2 separate regions of the Triticum aestivum genome follow, and region 1 is linked to region 2. A link is a contact called in public Hi-C data. All regions are on one chromosome and are shown on one strand. The core of a region is the stretch at or near the end of the contact, and the rest is flanking DNA. Distances in the headings are between cores, read along the strand shown. Region 1 overlaps LOC123086001 (E3 ubiquitin-protein ligase RNF25). Region 2 holds the start of LOC123086001 (E3 ubiquitin-protein ligase RNF25).

Region 1 (6,312 bases), core at 1,649-4,148, 37 kb before region 2:
GCAATAGGTTTGTCACCTAGCGATGCATCAAGGACATAGTTCTTATGTGTAGCAATGAGGATAATCCTCAGATTACAGACCCAGTCCGCATCATTGCCACTATCATCTTTTAACTTAGTTTTCTCTAGGAACATATCAAAAAAATAGCATAGATATGCAACAACTATTAAGACTAAGTTCATGATAAATTTAACTTCAATTAATCAAATTACTAATGAACTCCCACTTAAATAAACATCCCTCAAGTTATCTAAGTGATACATGATCCAAATCAACTAACCGATGTCCGATCATCACGTGAGATGGGGTAGTCATCAATGTTGAACATCTCTATGTTGATCATATCTACTATATGACTCATGTTCAACCTTTCGGTCTCCAGTGTTCCGAGACCATGTGTATACATGCTAGGCTCGTTAAGTTTAACCCAAGTATTATGCATGCGTAAAACTATCTTACACACTTTGTATGTGAACGTAGAGTCTATCACACCCGATCATCACGTGGTGTCTCAAAACGACGAACTGTAGTAACAGTGCATACTTAGGGAGAACAATTTTATCTTGAAATTAAGTGAAGGGATCATCTTATAATGCTACCGACGTTCTAAGCAAAATAAGATGCATAAAAGATAAACATCACATGCAATCAAAGTATGTGACATGATATGTCCATCATCATCTTGTGCTTTTGATCTCCATCTCCAAAGCAACGTCATGATTTCCATCATCACCGGCTGACACCTTGATCTCCATCGTGGCGTTATTGCGTCGAGGTCGTCACGCCAACTATTGCTTCTACAACTATCGCTAACGCATGGTGATAAAGTAAAGCAATTACATGGCGCTTGCACTTCATACAATAAAGAGACAACTATAAGGCTCCTGCCGGTTGTCGATATTACAAAACATGATCATCTCATACATCAACATATATCACATCATATCTTGACCATATCACATCACAACATGCCCTGCAAAAACAAGTTGGACGTCCTCTACTTTGTTTTTGCAAGTTTTACGTGGCTGCTACGGGCTTCAAGTAAGAACCGTTCTTACCTACGCAAAAACCACAACGGTGTGTCATCAAGTTTGTTGTTTTAACCTTCTTCAACATTGCATGGAAAACAAAAAAAATCTACGCACACGCAATGATCTATCCATGGAAATGCATAACAACGAGGGGGGAGTATGTCTACGTACCCTCATAGACCGTAAGCAGAAATGTTTAACAACGCGATTGATGTAGTCGAACTTCTTCGCGCTCCAACCGATCAACTATCGAACGTACGGCACCTCTACGTTCTGCACACGTTCAGCTCGGTGGCGTCCTCCGTCTTCTTGATCCAGCAAGACAACGAGGTAGTAGATGAGTTCCGGCAGCACGACGACGTGGTGACGGTGATGGTGAACTAATCTCTGCAGGGATTCGCCTAAATACTACGAAAATATGACGAGGCGTGTAAACGGTGGAGGAGCGCCGCACACGGCTAGGCAATTGTCTGTTGCGTGCTAGGCGCCCCCTCCCACATATATATAGGTGGGAGGGAGGGAGAAGCAGCCAAAGGAGGCGCCCAAGTAGGAGCAATCCTACTTGGGGTCCCTCCCAAGCCGCGCCCCCTTTCCTTATTTGGAGTGCGGGGAAAGGCAGGGAGGGTGGCGCCCCCCCCCCCCTTCCTTTCTCCCATGAGAGGGAAAGGCTGGAGGGGTTGGCCATCCCCTTTTTCCTTCCCTAGGGCTGGCCAAACAAGGGAGGGGGCGCACCAGCCCCCTTGTGGGCTGGTCTGTCCCCTCCTTTGGCCCATAAGGCCCATAACTTGCCAGGGGGTGCCCGGAACCCCTTCTGATGACCCGATTCCTTTCGGGTAGGTCTCAAAACACTTCTGGTGTCCAAATACCATCGTCCTATATATCAATCTTTACCTCTCGACCATTTCGAGACTCCACATCATGTCTGTGATCACATCCAGGACTTCGAACAACATTCGCTCACCAAAACATATAACTCATATAACACTATATCATTAACAAATGTTAAGTGTGTGGACCCTACGGGTTCGAGAAGTATGTAGACATGACCGAGACACTTCTCCGATCAATAACCAATAGCGGAACCTGGATGCTCATATTGGCTCCTACATATTGTACGAAAATCTTTATCAGTCAAACCGTTATGACAACATATGTAATTTCCTTTGTCCATCGGTATGTTATTTGCCCGAGATTCGATCGTCGGTATCTTCATACCTAGTTCAATCTCGTTACCAGCAAGACTATTTACTCGTTCTGTAATACATCACCTTGTGACTAACTCCTTAGTCATTTGCTTGCAAGATTATGATGTGTATTACCGAGATGGCCCAGAGATACCTCTCCGATACTCGGAGTGACAAATCCTAATCTTAATCTATGCCAACTCAAAAAACACCTTCGAAGATACCTGTAGAACATCTTTATGATCACCCTGTTACGTTGTGACGTTTGATAGCACACAAGCTATTCCTCCGGTATCTGGGAGTTACATAATCTCATAGTCGAAGGAATATGTATTTGACATGAAGATAGCAATAGCAATAAACTGAATGATCACTATGCTAAGCTAACGGATGGGTCTTGTCCATTACATCATTCTCCTAATGATGTGATCCCGTTATCAAATGACAACATATGTCTATGGTTAGGAAACCTTAACCATCTTTGATCAACGAGCTAGTCTAATAGAGACTTACTAGGAACATGGTATTTGTTTATGTATTCACACATGTATTTAAGTTTCCGATCAATAAGAAAATATAATATAAAATAACAACTTTATTATTGCCTCTTAGGCATATTTCCTTCAGCAGACCGGCTGAAGATTAGGCCGATCACCTCGACTCGCTCGCTCAAGAAAACATCCCAACGCAGCCACGTGTGTACCAGGGCCTACGCGCTTACTCTCCCTTCCACCCATCCTTATCTCCTCTACCTTATCTGCTCGTGGACTCATTTTCCCTCAATCCCTCTTGCAATCCAACCGACGAGCCACACAGATGCCTCGCGCCACTCCGCCGCATCACTCCTAGCCGCCCACTACTCATCTCTCTCGTCACCAATGATGGCCACCCGCAGCTCGTGTAGACCCCCCTGCTAACAACCCCATACGCGCAAGCATTGCGACTCACGGTGCACAAGGTGGCCGCCATGAGAGATGCAATGGTGATGCATATGGGGAAGAGGGAACACACGGCAAGGATTGTGGTACTACAACCCGCACCTGGTGGAGTTGCAACCGTTAGAGTGTGGTGCTGGAACCATGGGGGAGCACCGGTGCCGTGTCCTGCCACCACCGACGGGGCGGATTGCTGTCATCTTTGCTGGAAGAGCTGCAACCGATGTATTGCAAAGCTGGAACCAGCGTCCGCCGGTGCTCGAACCAGACGCGCCTCTCACGGTCGACGTGTTTTTTTTGCTGGAACCACCATTATTTGTTGTTGGAACCTGCTAGGTTTTTCGTTGCATTGACTTCTTATTCTGCTACTGGGTTTGTGCTGGTTTGCTGCATTGACTTCTTTTTCTGCTACTGTGTTTTTTGCTGGTTCCAGCAACTGTTTCATCAACGGAGCTGCAACTAGTTTATTGCAAAGCTAGAACCAACGTCCACCGATGCTAGAACCACGTATATTTTTGCGACAAGCATATCCATGTTTTGCTAGAACTACGGCTAGAACTACGCAATCTTTTTGCTGGATCCTTGATTTTTGCTGGAACGTCTTTGTTTTCTTCGCTACCAATGGCATCAACAACTCATGTCGGCAGCGAGCAAGGCAGCCGAGGGCAAGCACGGACAGCTCGGGGCACCGGCGAGCATGGGGCGGCCAAGGACAAGCGCAAGGCGGCTGGCTAGCGCAGGGATCCTCTATTTTTTTTTCTCATGCACATGTGCGGGGAAGAAAGAAAGGAGGAAGACGAAAGGAGGGGTTGCATCGGACAGTTTGGAGAGTGCCAATCAAACGGCTGCGCGGCAGCCGGCCGAAATTTGGGCCAGAACAAGTCGCATGAACTCATTTGCGGTGGCAGCAGGGGCCTGGTTGGCTACCGGGTCGCGAGAGGGACATGTTCTGCCTCTGCATCAAAATGTGGCTTCGACTCAGTGGCATGAACTCACTCTGCTTTCTAATGAGTTGTCACCCTTTTGTTTCACCACCCTACTCTCCATCAATATACATGTTCGATAAAATAGAGCTGCAAAAATGCTATTGTCAAGTTTCTGCATCTTTCTTCTGCCACTGTTGCCTAGCGGGTTGGCTTCTCTGCCACTGTTTTCCAACAGGTTGGACATGGGGCTGTCTTCTGGGAGCATAAGCTCGGTTTCTCCTTGGAGGACCTGAATTGTTTTCCTTCTTGCCGCCGCCGCTGATGTTTGCCATGCCGGGAAGAACTGTTTCTGAAGTTGAGCTTGCGGTTGCTTCCCAAGAATTGGTGCTGTCTCCTGCACTTGTGGTTGGCTCACTAGCAGCAAGAGAAACATACATTCCGGGCTGTATGGCAAGGTCTTTCTTTGGTTCAATTAAACCATTCCGTTCTTGTTGCAGATTAAACAATGACCCAAATTTTTCTCTCCTCTTCTTCTCTGCCTCGGAATGGAGCAACTCTTTATCATCTACTCCAAGGTCAACTGTTAAACATGCCTACATGTGAACGGATAAAAATATATTTATGATGGATACCACTTAGGTGTAGCATATCTCTAAAGGATGAAATACTAGAAATAAATAAACTACACTGAGAATCATGCAACTGTAAGAACTAACAGGTCACTAAAGGAAATTATATCCCTATGATAAATGATAAATTTACTAATTATTCCAAGGAAATTATATCCCTATGATAAATGATAAATTTACTAATTATTCCAAAGCAACGATGCAAATATGATGGAGTGCAAGGGATTTTATCTCTAAATAAGAAACTGATAATGCCTGGAAATGTTTAGATGGTTCACTTGTATTTGAATCATATCCACCACATACCATCAGCTGAGAAGTGTTTGCATCCAACAGATCACGAACATGCTCAATGTCCTTTTCATCAAACACTTTGCGGCAAACTGGACAAAATCCTTTGTGATGATTTGCATTATATAGCTTGTCTGAGTTGGACAATCTCAATCCTTCTGAAGAATCAATAACAAGTAGCAATAGAGAAGATTAACCAGTAGTGACATGTAACCAACGGACAAAATGGTATCAGCATGTATGTACAAAATTAGTTGCCAATAATTGATACTCTGAAAAGATGTCATGTAACGTGGTCAGCAAGAAATAGGGATCAGGAATGTACAGCAATCACTGGAAGTCGAAACTACATTTGTTTTATTTAAGATAATAACCTTACTGATAGAATGGCGTGAAATTTGGAACATGGCGAAGCATCACTGCAAACCAAAGATTTTCCGGACCCAAATTATCCAATAACCGAACTCACCTCCTTTCGTGGACAGAGATTGACAATGACTATTGTTCATTGGAAAATGTTTACAATCGCAGACCGGCCACGTCTCGCGCCAGTTGCTCCCACACTCGCCACGTCGTGTCATGGGCCCCATGGGCCCACACACGAAGCACCACCTCCCCCTTTGCCACATGTCTTTTTTCCCTCACTCGCACATATCTCTGGTATCTCTCTGGTCAGCTCCACCAACGAGCGACGCACAGAAATCCCAGCTCCTCCGGCGAGCCACGCCCCACAATGTCACAGGGAATTTAATCATTTAAGTCTGCTCCAATCCCCGCTCCCCGGTAACGGCCACTACAGCAAGACAGGGAACCTCGCCGTGCGACGGAGACGTTCGGGAGGCGGGGACGGTGCTGAGGGTGCTGCAAGGGTCGTGCGGCATGACGGCGAGCTACAAACCAACGCCTGACGAGCTGCATCCGGCAAGGCGACGAGTGACAATCGGTGTTCCACATAGCTGCATCCGGCATGGCGGCGAGCTTCAACCGGCGCTCGATGCGGCTGCAACCAGCACCCGCTGCTGCTGGAGATGACGGCCACTTGTGCTGCAACCGGCAACACCAGCACCAAAGACGATGACATGGGGATGCCGTGACCATGGTGACCACGTGCTGGAACAGGCCGGCGGCAAAGTTGCAACCCCGACCCAACTGTAGAAGCTGCAACCGTCAGGGGCTGCGGTGGGGTTCTTGCAACCAGAGGGCGGCGTTACCAGAAACAGACAATAGTGATGCTGCGACCTCATCCGCCATGTGCTGCAACTGATCAGCTGCAATGCTTCAACCGCAGCCGCCACATGCTCGAACAGGCCGAAGGC
Region 2 (5,704 bases), core at 164-2,663:
AATGCCACAACTTACAATTATTAACACTTGAAAGCTCATGGTAGGAAGACAGAACAGCTTTTAACCTAATTTGTTCAACCCCAATCATGGACATGCTGACAATTACTGGCTATCATATCATTGAAGTGAGCCAAAATATTTATACATATGAGGACAAATGTGGGCTTCTTTGTGACTTGACATACGAGGACCACAACTTTTCACGTCGCTTCCACTTTGCATTCACTAGCCACCCCATTGCCTCCCCTTCCTCCTCACAACCTCCCCTTATTCCGTATTTCCCATACTTACCCTTCATTTTTCCCATTAGAAAAACCTATATTTATCCCTTTGTGGATCGCATCCACTATGGCCTCCCAAAAACACCCCGTCCCTGCCACCACCACTTTACCAGCACCAAGGTGGAAGTAATGTAGGTGCAGCTGGCAGTTATGTATTCGTTCGGTATCATATGCAATACTACCTAATGTCTGTATCAACATGAACTTACCACTACAGTGGTAGCATGGGTTGTTGGCTCAAACTAATTATTACTGGATTGATTAAGAGCAAATATCATTGATGAAACAGTTAAATTTCTACTTACAATACTACCATCTTAAAAAAGAATTATCAAGGAGTACATGAAAAGGTTATTAACAATAAACCGATTAAGCTTTTTGCGCACACTGCACTAAGTATAACTCTGTAAGGGGATATTTTTTTATGTGAACTGCATTTTCTCTACAGAAGCATTAGAACGATTATGGCATACATAATAACAACTGGTCATAGGCATCCTGACTCGGTAACTAAGAACCTAGCAGTTGATCAGAACTAACGCGATAAGCACTAAACATCCTTAGAGAACTAGTAGCTTATAACTTAACTAATAACGAGAGGACTAACACTGTATGCTATCATCGCCAAAGAAAAAAAAACTACTATGTGCTAGGGTTCGGAAGCAGCAACGCGACCACCACTAACCACAGCTGACTACTTCCAGACTTAGCTGCTTCACAATCGATCAACCGCACGGGCCATGTAGTTAATCGCAAATAACTAACCAATCGGAGGGATCGGATACCGTGAAGCCGGTCTAGATGTGGAGGGGATGTGGAGAAGGCGAACCTGCTGCGAGGAGTCGTCGGCAGTGTTGGGGCGAACGTGGACGACAAGGTGGGGAGGGAAGTCGCAGTACACGCGGCAGTCTTCTCCGTACACCGCCGCCACCGCCTCCACCTCCAGCCGCACCTCCTCCTCGACCTCCGCCGCCATTGCCTCCAGGGGTTGTCCACGCCCTCACTCTCGCCTACAGGCGGACCACAGGTCGCCTGCCCACGACGATCTAGCAGGTGGACGGCGAGCGACGAGGGGCCCAGCCGCCAGAGCGATCTGTGATCTGGTTCTCTGGACTCGGGGCCACATGTGGGTGCGCTCTTCTTTTTTTAACCCGAATGATAACGCTGTGTAATACAGTAGTTTGCATTTCGTCCACCCGCGCTACATTACGCGAATCTTACAGCAATCAACCAGATTCTTCCGTGCCAGGTAGGCATAGTGTGGTGTGCGGGTGGTAGAGCGTTGCCCGAACGGCCTCCGGCATGACCCGCAGCGCGCGGTTGTCAGATTCGTCATGCGGTGGAACTGCCGCCCGCCCAGACGCACGTACGATAACCACCTCCCCGCTTTCACGGCATGTAGCCGTTTTTCTCTGTGTTGTCTTCTCCTCTTTCTCATTTCTTCTTCTCATTTTCCCTTCCTCATTCTTGTTGAGACAGAGCCGCGACGAGTGGCGGTTCCGCGGCGATGCAGAGGCGATTCCTGGTTGAATCTGCGGCGAGACGACAGTGGAAGTCTCGCGGTGGCCTGTTGTCGTCGTCGTAGCGCACGCAACCGTTCCATCGTCGCTGGAGACTGAACCGCGCACAGGTATCACAATCGAATCCCTGCATTTCGCCCCCTCCTCTATGCTTCTGTGCGACGAATCCATGACGAATCTTAGGCGTAGTGGCAAGCTCTGTTGTTTCCCGTCGGCGGGGAATCATCGGCGCGTAGCTAGGTCAGATTGCGTTTGAGTTGTGGCCGCGGGGGATGGTTCGCCCATTAGTAGGGATTCATGCTCTGTTTTGGAGAGATGACTTGATTTTTGAAATCTAAATACAGTGGTCGGTGTTTGCGTTCATCATTCTTCGTTCCTCTTGTTTGATTTTCGTGCAATTCATGATGTGCCAGTAGGCATTGGCTCCCTGTTTGCTGGGAATCAGAGGTTGACATCATGGTTGGAACCCTAGATCTAGGGGTGGTTCCCGTAGTGAGCTTGTGTAGGGTTCATGTTAGTTTGCTCTGGGTAATTATGTGCAGGGTGATGGCAATCCTTTGCTTAGTGAAACGGTCACTGGTAGCGGAGCTACTTCAAATGCTTGGTAGATAAGAAAGCTGGCAACTTCAACAAAATTATATTTGATATACATGTTATTGATGTGTACCTTACTAGTACTCCTAGTAGCACCTGGGTATTAGATATCGATTCAGTTGCTAATATTGGTTAATCGAAACAAAAGCTGCGGAATAAATGGAGACTAGCTAAGGGCGAGGTGACGATGTGTGTTGGAAGTGTTTTCAAGGTTGACGTGATCACCATCGCGCGCTCCCTCTATCTTTGAGATTAGTGTTGAACCTAGATAAATGTTATTTGGTATCTGCGTTGAGCATGAACATGATTAGATTCGTGTTTATTGCAATACAGTTGTTCATTTAAGTCAAAGAATAATGGTTATTCTGTTTACATGAATAATACCTTCTATGGTCATGCACTCAATGTGAATGGTTTATTGAATCTCGGTCGTAGTGATACACATGTTCATAATATTGATGTCAAAAGATGCAAAGTTAATAATGATAGTATAATTTTCTTGTGGCACTGCCGCTTAGGTCATATTGGTGTAAAACGCATGAAGAAACTCCATGCTGATGGACTTTTGGAGTTACTTGATTTTGAATCACTTGACACATGTGAACCATGCCTTATAGACAAGATGACTAAAACAATATTTTCCGGTACAATGGAACGGGCAAGTGACTTGTTGGAAATCGTACATGTTGATGTGTGTGGTCCGATGAGTGTTGACGCGTGCAGTGGATATCATTATTTCCTCATCTTCACCGATGATTTGAGTAGATATGGGTATATTTACTTAATAAAGCATAAGTCTGAAACATTTAAAAAGTTCAAGCAATTTCAGAGTGAAGTTGAGAATGATCGTAACAAGAAGATTAAATTCCTACGATCCAATTGAAGGGGAGAATATCTGAGTTATGAGTTTGGCAATCATTTAAGACAATATGGAATTGTTTCACAGTTGACATCACCTAAAACACCACAGCGTAATGGTGTGTCTGAACGTCGTAATCGTACCTTATTGGATATGGTGCATTTTATGATGTCTTTTGCCGATCTACCACTATTGTATTGGGGTTATGCATTAGAGACAATTGCATTCACTTTAAAAAGGGCACCATCTAAGTCCGTGGAGACGACACGGTATGAACTGTGGTTTGGCAAGAAACCTAAGTTGTCATTTCTTAAGGTTTGGGGCTGCGAGGCTTATGTCAAAAGGCTTTAGCCGGGAAAGCTCGAACCCAAAGCGGACAAATGCGTCTTCATATGGTACCCAAAAGAGACAGTTGGGTATACCTTCTATCTTAGATCTGAGGGCAAAGTGTTTGTTGCTAAGAACGGGTCCTTTCTCGAGAAATAGTTTCTCTCAAAAGAATTGAGTGGGAGGAAGATATAACTTGATGAGGTTGTTGAACCTTTACTTCAACCAGAGAGTAGCATAGCACAGAAAGATGTTTCTATGGCACCTATGTCAGTTGAAGAGGAAGCTAATGATGATGATCATGAAACTTCGGATTAAGTTGCTGTCGAACCTCGTAGGTCGACAAGGGTACGTACAACTTCTAAGTGGTACGGTAACCCTGTCTTAGAGGTCATGTTGTTGGACAACGTGAACCTACGAGCTATGGAGAAGCAATGGTGGGCCCGGATTCCAACAAATGGATAGGAGCCATGAAATCGAGATAGGATCCATGTATGAGAATAAAGTATGGAATTTGGTGGACTTGCCCGATGATCGGCAAGGCATTGAGAGTAAATGGATCTTTGAGAAAAAGACAGACGTTGATGGTAATGTCACCATTTATGAAGCTCGACTTGTCACAAATAAGTTTCCGACAAGTTCAAGGAGTTGATTATGATGAGACTTTCTCACTCATAGGGATGTTAAAGTCTGTTGGAATAATGTTAGCAGTTGCTGCGTTTTCAATTACGAAATCTAGCAGATGGATGTCAAAACAAAGTTTTCTTAACAGTTTCTGTGAGGTAAGGTTGTATGTGATACAACCAGAAGGTTTTGTCGAAGGTAGATGTAGAGGTAGCATGCCAACGGCGATCACATCGACCTTGGAACCATTCCCGACGCGCATCGTCACCTCGTCCTTAGCCAATCTTCGTTTAATCTGTAGCCCCTGTTTCGAGTTACAAATATGAGCAACCGAACTAGTATCAAATACCCAAGTGCGACTACGAGCATTAGTAAGGTACAAATCAATAACATGTATATAAAATATACCTTTGTTCACTTTGCCATCCTTCTTATCCGCCAGATACTTGGGGCAGTTCCGCTTCTAGTGACCAGTCCCTTTGCAGTAGAAGCACTCAGTTTCAGGCTTGGGTTCAGACTTGGGCTTTTTCCCGGGAGTGGCAACTTGCTTGCCATTCTTCTTGAAGTTCCCCTTCTTTCCCTTGCCCTTTTTCTTGAAACTAGTGGTCTTGTTAACCATCAACACTTGATGCTCCTTCTTGATTTCTACCTCCGTAGCTTTGAGCATAGCGAAGAGTTCGGGAATTGTCTTATCCATCCCTTGCATATTATAGTTCATCATAAAGCCTTTGTATCTTGGTGGCAGTGATTGAAGAACTCTGTCAATAACACTATCATCTGGGAGATTAACTCCCAGCTGAGTCAAGTGATTATGATACCCAAACATTTTGAGTATGTGTTCACTGACAGAACTATTCTCCTCCATCTTGCAGCTATAGAACTTGTTGGAGACTTCATATCTCTCAACTCGGGCATTTGCTTGAAATATTAACTTCAACTCTTGGAACATCTCATATGGTCCATGATGTTCAAAATGTCTTTGAAGTCCCGATTCTAAGCCGTAAAGCATGCACACTGAACTATCGAGTAGTCATCAGATCGAGCTTGCTAGACGTTCATAACATCAGCATCTGCTCCTGCAGCAGGCCTTTCACCTAGCTGTGCATCAAGGACATAATTCTTCTATGCAACAATAAGGATAATCCTCAAGTTACGGACCCAGTCCGTGTAGTTGCTACCATCATCTTTCAACTTAGCTTTCTCTAGGAATGCATTAAAATTCAAGGGAACGGTAGCACAGACCATTGATCTACAACATAGATATGTAAAAACTGCCAGGACTAAGTTCATGATAAATTAAGTTCAATTAATCATATTACTCAAGAACTCCCACTTAGATTGACATCCCTCAAGTCATCTAAATGACACGTGATCCAAATCAACTAAACCATGTCCGATCATCATGTGAGATGGAGTAGTCTTCAACGGTGAACATCTCTATGTTGATCATATCTACTATATGATTTACGTTCGACCTATCGGTCTCCAGTGTTCCGAGG

Evidence for each region. Hi-C and Micro-C count contacts between places; a contact is called where the count stands out from the background.
Region 1: a contact with region 2 is called in a Hi-C map of leaf, with 2.0 times the contacts expected there. The contact joins the enhancer-like site here to the promoter of LOC123086001 in region 2. A contact is called at or near these places in 2 of 5 Hi-C or Micro-C datasets (both in leaf).

Annotation. Positions count from the first base shown.
Region 1 is chr4A:300,059,012-300,065,323 of IWGSC CS RefSeq v2.1, reverse strand. LOC123086001 (E3 ubiquitin-protein ligase RNF25) reads right to left here. Exons shown (of 7, transcript XM_044507700.1): 6 at 5,012-5,154; 7 at 4,038-4,669. The coding sequence ends at 4,241. Among protein-coding and RNA genes, the nearest start is that of LOC123086001, 37 kb to the right of the region's middle. Within about 2 kb of position 2,898, at least 1 of the 8 cell types and tissues checked has an H3K27ac peak or open chromatin away from gene starts, as enhancers often do. A contact at or near this core is called in leaf, where this site is marked.
Region 2 is chr4A:300,020,986-300,026,689 of IWGSC CS RefSeq v2.1, reverse strand. It overlaps LOC123086001 (E3 ubiquitin-protein ligase RNF25), which reads right to left and starts at 1,413. Exons shown (of 7, transcript XM_044507700.1): 1 at 1,111-1,413. The coding sequence starts at 1,257.